Regions from separate parts of the Mus musculus genome. Here region 1 is linked to region 2. Evidence: chromatin contacts called from public Hi-C data. All regions are on one chromosome and are shown on one strand. The core of a region is the stretch at or near the end of the contact, and the rest is flanking DNA. Distances in the headings are between cores, read along the strand shown.

Region 1 (3,668 bases), core at 409-2,908, 450 kb after region 2:
GAAACCTACATGGCCCCTTAAGCCTGTCTCTTCTGGCATGATGGTGTACACCTTTGATCTCAGCCTAGGAAAGGCAGAAGCAACATTCCCTCTCACCACACTTAATAATACTTTGCACATCCACTCGTTTTCCTGAAAACTTTATTATTTCATTTTTCTTAATATTTAATTCCAGCACTCAGGAGGCAAAGACCGGCAGATGTTTATGATTTCTAGGCTAGCTTGGTCTACACAGCAAGCAGAACAGCCAAGGCTATGTAGTGAGACCCCTGTCTCAAACAAACAAACAAACAAACAAACAAACAAAAACAAAACCTCAAACAAACAAGCAAAAAGTGTACACATGCAATATGTGTGTAATGGTATAACTGTGGGTCTATAAATCTAGAAAGGAGACAAAGAGGAGGTAGCGTTAGGTTATAAGGGAAGATGGAGATGGACAGAAGGGCACATGGGACATGGAAGGAGAACAAAATCAGGAGCTGACGGAGTTTATGAGGGCAAGATGGGGAAGCCATGCGGGTGGGATAAGGGAAGGGTAGCCACAAAGACATACTTAGTTTGAAAATATCGTTATGGTATATTTAGCACATTATTTGTTGATTTAAAATATAAAAGTACAATAGAAATGCCTTCTTTGATGTGCATTTGATGACTGGGCAGTGAGCATCTCTGTGCCGGTGAGATGCTGATAACAGAACTCCTATCCTCAGTCAGGTACATGTCTATAGTATATCTTACAGTGTGCATGTGCGTGCTCGAGTGTGTGTGTGTGTGTGTGTGTGTGTGTGTGTGTGTCTGTGATGGCGCATGCATGAGCGTGCATGTGGAGGGGGCATTCTAACCCCAAAGAACTCAACTAGGAGGCACCCAAAGGTAGGAAGAGATGAGCCAGATCTTTATCTGAGTGTGCCTTAGTCTCTTGCTCTTCAGCAATGTGCTTGGCATCACATACAAACCTCCATGACTGCATCCCTCTCAGCTACAATCAGGGATGCTCGTCTATCTTTACTGGGTGTCTGAGATGGGAGGAAACATCGCCTGCTCTTGCCTTTCGCCTGTATGCATACCACACAGAGCTGGATAGGAGGCTTTGTTTCGTACAGTCACCCTGACAAAGGTCAGATATTCCATTTGGTGTTGGGTGACAACCATCAGCATTTCATGGGTCCTTTGGAGGCTGGTTGTCATTTTTCCAAGTTCTCACTTTGTATAAGCTTTTCCTTTGTAGGAGAGGCCCAGAACCCAGGGACCATGTGACATCAAACCATTGTGCTGTGCTTCTTATATTGTTCCTCTGTCAGTGTGCCTTCCACTAGCCATTGTCCTGAGAGTGCCCGCCAGCAGGCTGAACAGAACAGCACCCCTCCAGTGGCAGGCTGGAGCCACTCTTTCCTTTTCAACTCTCTTTAGCACTTTTCGTACTCTCCAGGTGCCGCTCTCTACTTTATATTCTATAGCCAACTTCTACTAGTCAGATTCTGGGCTAGCCCATGTCCCTAAACTTGGTGGCAAAAGCCTTTTGCTTGCTGAGTTAGCCTCCTGACCCTGCTTTGGCTATCACAAAGTCAAACCATTCCAAAGACTCTGAAGCTGTGGGCTGATAGTAATCACATGATAAGCAGCTGTTTAGCTGCAGCTGTTATTCTTTAACAGGTGTTGTCTCCAGGACAGCCATAAATCCAGTGGATGACCATGTCATTTGTACTTTGTTATGGAAGTTACTGGAATGGGGTGCATGTTAAGTCTTGAGCAATGACGGCCTGGTGTTTTCCCTCTGATCATTTTGACCGTGGAAAGCATTTAAAAAGTTAATATTAACTATAACTCTTTTTCCCCATTGATTGATTGATTGATTGATGGTTTACTTTACATCCTGATTGCCGGCCCCCTCCTCCCAGTATCCCCCTTATAAAGTCCCTCCCCGATTCCACATTTTCTTCTCCTGTGAGAGGGTGGAGGACCCTCTCGGGCTTTCTCCACCCTGGCACATCAAGTCTTTTTAGGGCTAGGTGCACCTTTCTCCCACTGAGGCCAGACAAGGCATCAATCAGTTAGGGGAATGGATTCCACAGCCAGGTTATAGCTTTAGGGACAGCTCCTTGAAGAGACCACCCCCCCGAAACCAGGCATAACCCCCAATAGAGGGATAAGGACACCCACCCACTCACAAAACTCAAAATTTGTCCTATCTATAAGAAATGCAGGGACAAAGATAGCGTGAAGACTGAGGGAATGGCCAACCAATCACTGGCCCAACTTGAGACCCATCCCAGGGGCAAGCAACAATCTCTGGCACTATTAATGATGCTCTGTTATGCTGGGAGACAGGATCCTAGCATAGCTGTCCTCTGAGAAGCTCCACCCAGCAGCTGACTGAAACAGATGCAGAAACAGCCAAACATTGGATGGAGTTCTGGCAGTCTTATGGAAGAGTTGGGAAAGGATTGAGGGCCCTGGAGGGAATGGGTACCCCACAGGAGGACCAACAGTGTCAACTAACCTAGATCCTTAGGGCTCTCAGAGACTGAATCACTAACCTAAGGCTAACTCTTAATCATAGAAGAATTGTAGAAAGCTAATAATTAATGGATGTATGTGATGGACGAGAGGAAGGCATTCTCCTAAGCTCAGCATGTTAATGGTGGCATGTTAAGAGTGGCTACTGGGGATTGTTGAGTCCATTCAAGAAATTACCTGAAGGGTCTTGGGGTCATGGAGATGTGTTCTCAAAAGGGGTCGTATGATTTGCCTGTCTCCCCTGGTTTGAGATGCAATTTCTCCTACATGTTTTCTGGCCATGGTTTGACGCCATTATCCTCACTAGAGACCAAACCAGTCCATCTCTAATCCTGTACTTAGCTAAAGTTTTAGCTAAACAAACAAACAAACAAACAAACAAACAAACAAACCCTCTTCTTTTTGTAAAGTGACCTGCCTTGGTTGTTTTGTCATAGAGCTGTAAAGATAAGGCAGAGTATTTTCTTCCCTTTGTATGATTTACTTTTGGAGTTCAGAGATATTATGATGACATGGTATTCCTTGAGTTGCTCAAAAAATTAGCCTTTTTCTTTTTTAATAAAATCTTCTTCCAAATAATTCCTCTCAACACTTGGTATTGAATTCACACCTTCCTGTTTTGCAGGCTTTGGGGTTCTGTATACAAAGGGGGTGGGCATGAGAACAGATACGGTAGTGCTGTGCTTTAGCTTGTTGGGCGAAGCTGAGAGGGTGTAGAAAACTGTGAAGAAAATATTTTTTTTTTGAACATGAAAGCTACTTTGAATGTTTTTTTTTTTTTCTAGATATGGAGGGGATCTAGAATCTGACAGTGGCCTTACCTCAAAGTGCTTTATCTGGGAACAGTCTGCCTTTCGACAAGTCACTTCCAGAACATTCTAAGGAACTGGCACATGCCGTTGCACCCAGGCAGAGAGTGAGATAAGAACGCGCTGGAGACTGTCTTGTATTCAGCCTTCAAGAAACTTTTGCAAGATTGTCTCATTTAGTAGGAAAAGCCACATGCACAAACTAGCAGTCTTCCCCGGGACCAGAGGAGAGAGCAGAACTGATGCTGTGTGCTCTCACCCACCAGAGTGCCGCAAGCCAGTTCCCAGCTCCAGCTACCAGTTTCCAGGAAGAACACGCTGTCTGAGCAGGGAGGACTT
Region 2 (3,237 bases), core at 123-2,622:
TTGAGGGTTTACCTCAAACAGCAGGCACCTGGAAGCATCAGACTGATACAGCCCTAAAGAGATAACTTAAATGAGACTTGAGTAGCCTTTCCCTTTTTACAGCCTTTGCCTCGTTCTCGTGAGACGCCTACTTTGAGTCCCGAACAGAGCCAGCCGTTTTGTTCATCTCATGCCAAACACAAGCGTTTCTACGGCTTCCAGAGGCTGCGAAACTGAAATCTGTGTCAAGCTTGCTGAGTTAGGTGCCAAGGCAGGATACTGATGGGTATGCGGCCAGCCTGGGTTCAAATGATGAGTTTATGTCTCAAAAAAGCCAACCAATCAACCCATCAACCAACCAACCAACCCATCAACCAACCAATCAACCCATCAATCAACTAACCCAGCAACGACCAACCAATCCACCAACCCACCAACCAACCAATCCACCAATTACCCAACCCGCCAATCTATCAGTCACTAGAAACCTCTTTTTTTGTTTACCACTAAGGAGAACACAGGCAGAGTCAAAGTCGTGTCCTTAAGTCTCTTTGGAGCACAGAGAAGGCTACATCAGTTTCTGAAGCATCTTCACAAAATAAATAAATAAATAAATAAAAGCAAAGCCCCAGCCTGAAGCTACCAGCTCGGGAGAGAGACCAAACACACAGGGTGGCATAACTCCAAAGCACCTACAGCTAACCTCAGAACAACAGGCAGCAGAGGCAAGGAGAGCTTACACGTCAAACAGTCTGCCTTCTTCCATAAAACACGTTCCCAGCGTTTGGCTCAGATTTCTGCGATGTTTTGAAAAGAACATCACTGAGCATTCCAAAGCATCAAACTGGTTCCAAATGATCTGTGGGCCTCAGACTTGGAAGCTGGCTTTGCAGCTCGTTTGGCTCTAGGTGAGCAGCTTCCTCTCAGGCCTGAGTCCCTGTCAGGCCCACTGATCATCTAGAACGCAAAGCCGGACCACTCAATATCAGCACCCCACCCCCACCCCCCACACAATGGCTGCTGTCATTTACTTGGCTCGAATCAAGAGTAATTATAATGGCTTTTGAAAACTGCCTTTCCCCAAGCACGTTGTCAGAAATGTACTTCGGGGATAAGGAAAACACAGCAGAAAACTTAACCAGCACAGGTACTGAAGGTTTGAATAAAGGGGACGTGAAGGCCTAGGCAACGTATCCAGGGCCACTGTCTCTCTAGCCACAGCGTTTTCCCAGTATCTGCTCACTGGCTCAGATTTCTTCCATGCTTGCTTGCCTGAAACCAGAGCTAGGAAAACATCTGGATTGCATTTGTGGACTAACAAGCGGCAGAATAAACCGGCTGACACAACGTCAAAAACAGTAAGGGAAAATAGACCTTGCCCTAAATTCGGGGTGGGTACTCATGCGTCAGTGAACACACTGAAGGGTGATCAGCCTTCGGTAAGCAGGTTTCACACAAAGAAAGGGTTGTCGAAGAAACGTAACTCCCACTCTAACATCATACGCGGGGCACGTAAGAAACTTTTCTCTTCACAGTGGATCTGCACAGAGAGGGGCTTAGAGGCGTGGAGTTTGATTCTGGTGGCGAAGCCTGGCTCTTTGGCTCTCTTTCTAGTCTCTGACTCAGCTGATAACTTAGACAACCAAAGCAGTCCACACTTTATCCTCATTACTGCGTGTTCTCCCCAGAGGCGTGCCTATGAACGGAACACGATAAATCAAAACAAGCTCACTTCAGGAGCCTTCCAAATGAAACTGTGTTAGTATTTAACCAGCTCCTTGCTGAATGGAGTCCTAATTTCCAACCTGCCCATCTTCAGACATCCCTACAAATGAGAACTTGCCACATTCATTTACAAAGAGGCTCAGGTGGCCGATTCTGTCGGCTGGTCAGGCCCAGCACCTATGCTAGCCGGTGACTGATCAGGTAGATGGCTCCAGGCTTGCACCATTCTGCCCAGTGCAGGGCTCCCCTGTTGGGAGGAAGTGACAAGCTTGTACCATAGCCCAGGTCCTACCAGCTCTCTTTCACTACCAACCAGTCCATTGTTGCTTTGGAGGAGCCAATAGACACAGCCTACTTAATTTCTTTTCACTCAAGAAATATGCTGCAGGCTGGCTGGGCATGGTGGCGCACGCCTTTAATCCCAGCACTTGGGAGGCAGAGGCAGGCGGATTTCCGAGTTCGAGGCCAGCCTGGTCTACAGAGTGAGTTCCAGGACAGCCAGGGCTATACAGACAAACCCTGTCTCGAAAAACCAAACCAAACTAAACAAAACAAAAAAACAAAACAAACAAACAAAAAAAAAAACAAAAAAAAAAAAAGAAAGAAAAAGGAAAAGAAATATGCTACCATATTTCAACATTTCTACCTTGACCCTTCTCATAGGTATAGATTCCCTCAAGTATAAGTGAATTAATGAAGGGATTCCTCTCCACCCCTGTGCCTTTTCTTTCATTGGCTTATCACAATCATTTCTTCACCACCACTTGCACATTCTTTTCAAGGCCCATCATTGGGTGTCCACAGACTGGGGTGACCAAAACGTAGGCATGTGTGTGCCCAAAAGGAAGCACAATGAAAGCTTTTACTAGAAAAGGTTCGCCCCTCCAGGACTCCTCACTGCTCTGTAGAGCTTGCCTGTGTGGGTATAAGAAGGCAGAGCAAAGGAATTCACACTGCTGCGCTGCGGTTTTATGTAGATGCTGGCATTACCATACATGGAACTGGGGTTTCAGAGCTGCTGCTGAGTGAGTACTCCAGTGGTTAGGAGCACTGCTACAAATTCTTAGATGAAATCTGACCAAAGAAGAAGCTAAGAATGGGTCTCAGCTGTGAGCAATTAGCAATGGAAGTAAAAGCTCAAAGACTCCTAAAGGCCAAAAAAAAAAAAAAAAAAAAAAAAAGTTGATCCCCTAAACAGGTCCGGGTGTTTCAAACTCCAATCTGAAGACAAGCAACAGTTTTAATGGCAATGTTTCACTCTTCTAGCTTCTAAGAATCGCAGCATGGAAGAGACATACAACCGAAGTACTTAAGAGTATTATGGCAAGCCAAGCCATACTATCAAAGGGACAACGGCGGTCACAGAGACGAGATTTCTGATGCTCACTGGAACTGGGTCATGGTGGCTTAAGAATGTCCCCCATAGGCTCATATATTTGACCGCTTTAGTCATTAGGAAGTGGCACTATTAGAGAAAGGTTAGGAGGTGTGGCCTCGGGAAGTAGCTGTGGTCTTGGTAGAGGAAGTGCGTCA

Evidence for each region. A called contact is a pair of places that touch in the nucleus more often than the background predicts.
Region 1: a Hi-C map of muscle stem cells shows a contact between it and region 2, with 2.8 times the contacts expected there. The contact joins two enhancer-like sites. A contact is called at or near these places in 2 of 484 Hi-C or Micro-C datasets (embryonic fibroblasts and muscle stem cells).

The regions. Positions count from the first base shown.
Region 1 is chr17:68,311,068-68,314,735 of GRCm38.p6, forward strand. It overlaps L3mbtl4 (L3MBTL4 histone methyl-lysine binding protein), which reads left to right. Exons shown (of 21, transcript NM_177278.5): 2 at 3,306-3,668. Among named protein-coding and RNA genes, the nearest start is that of L3mbtl4, 39 kb to the left of the region's middle. Within about 2 kb of position 1,659, at least 5 of the 459 cell types and tissues checked have an H3K27ac peak or open chromatin away from gene starts, as enhancers often do. A contact at or near this core is called in muscle stem cells, where this site is marked.
Region 2 is chr17:67,865,404-67,868,640 of GRCm38.p6, forward strand. All of the region lies in intron 10 of Arhgap28 (Rho GTPase activating protein 28), which reads right to left. Among named protein-coding and RNA genes, the nearest start is that of Arhgap28, 140 kb to the right of the region's middle. Within about 2 kb of position 1,373, at least 63 of the 459 cell types and tissues checked have an H3K27ac peak or open chromatin away from gene starts, as enhancers often do. A contact at or near this core is called in muscle stem cells, where this site is marked.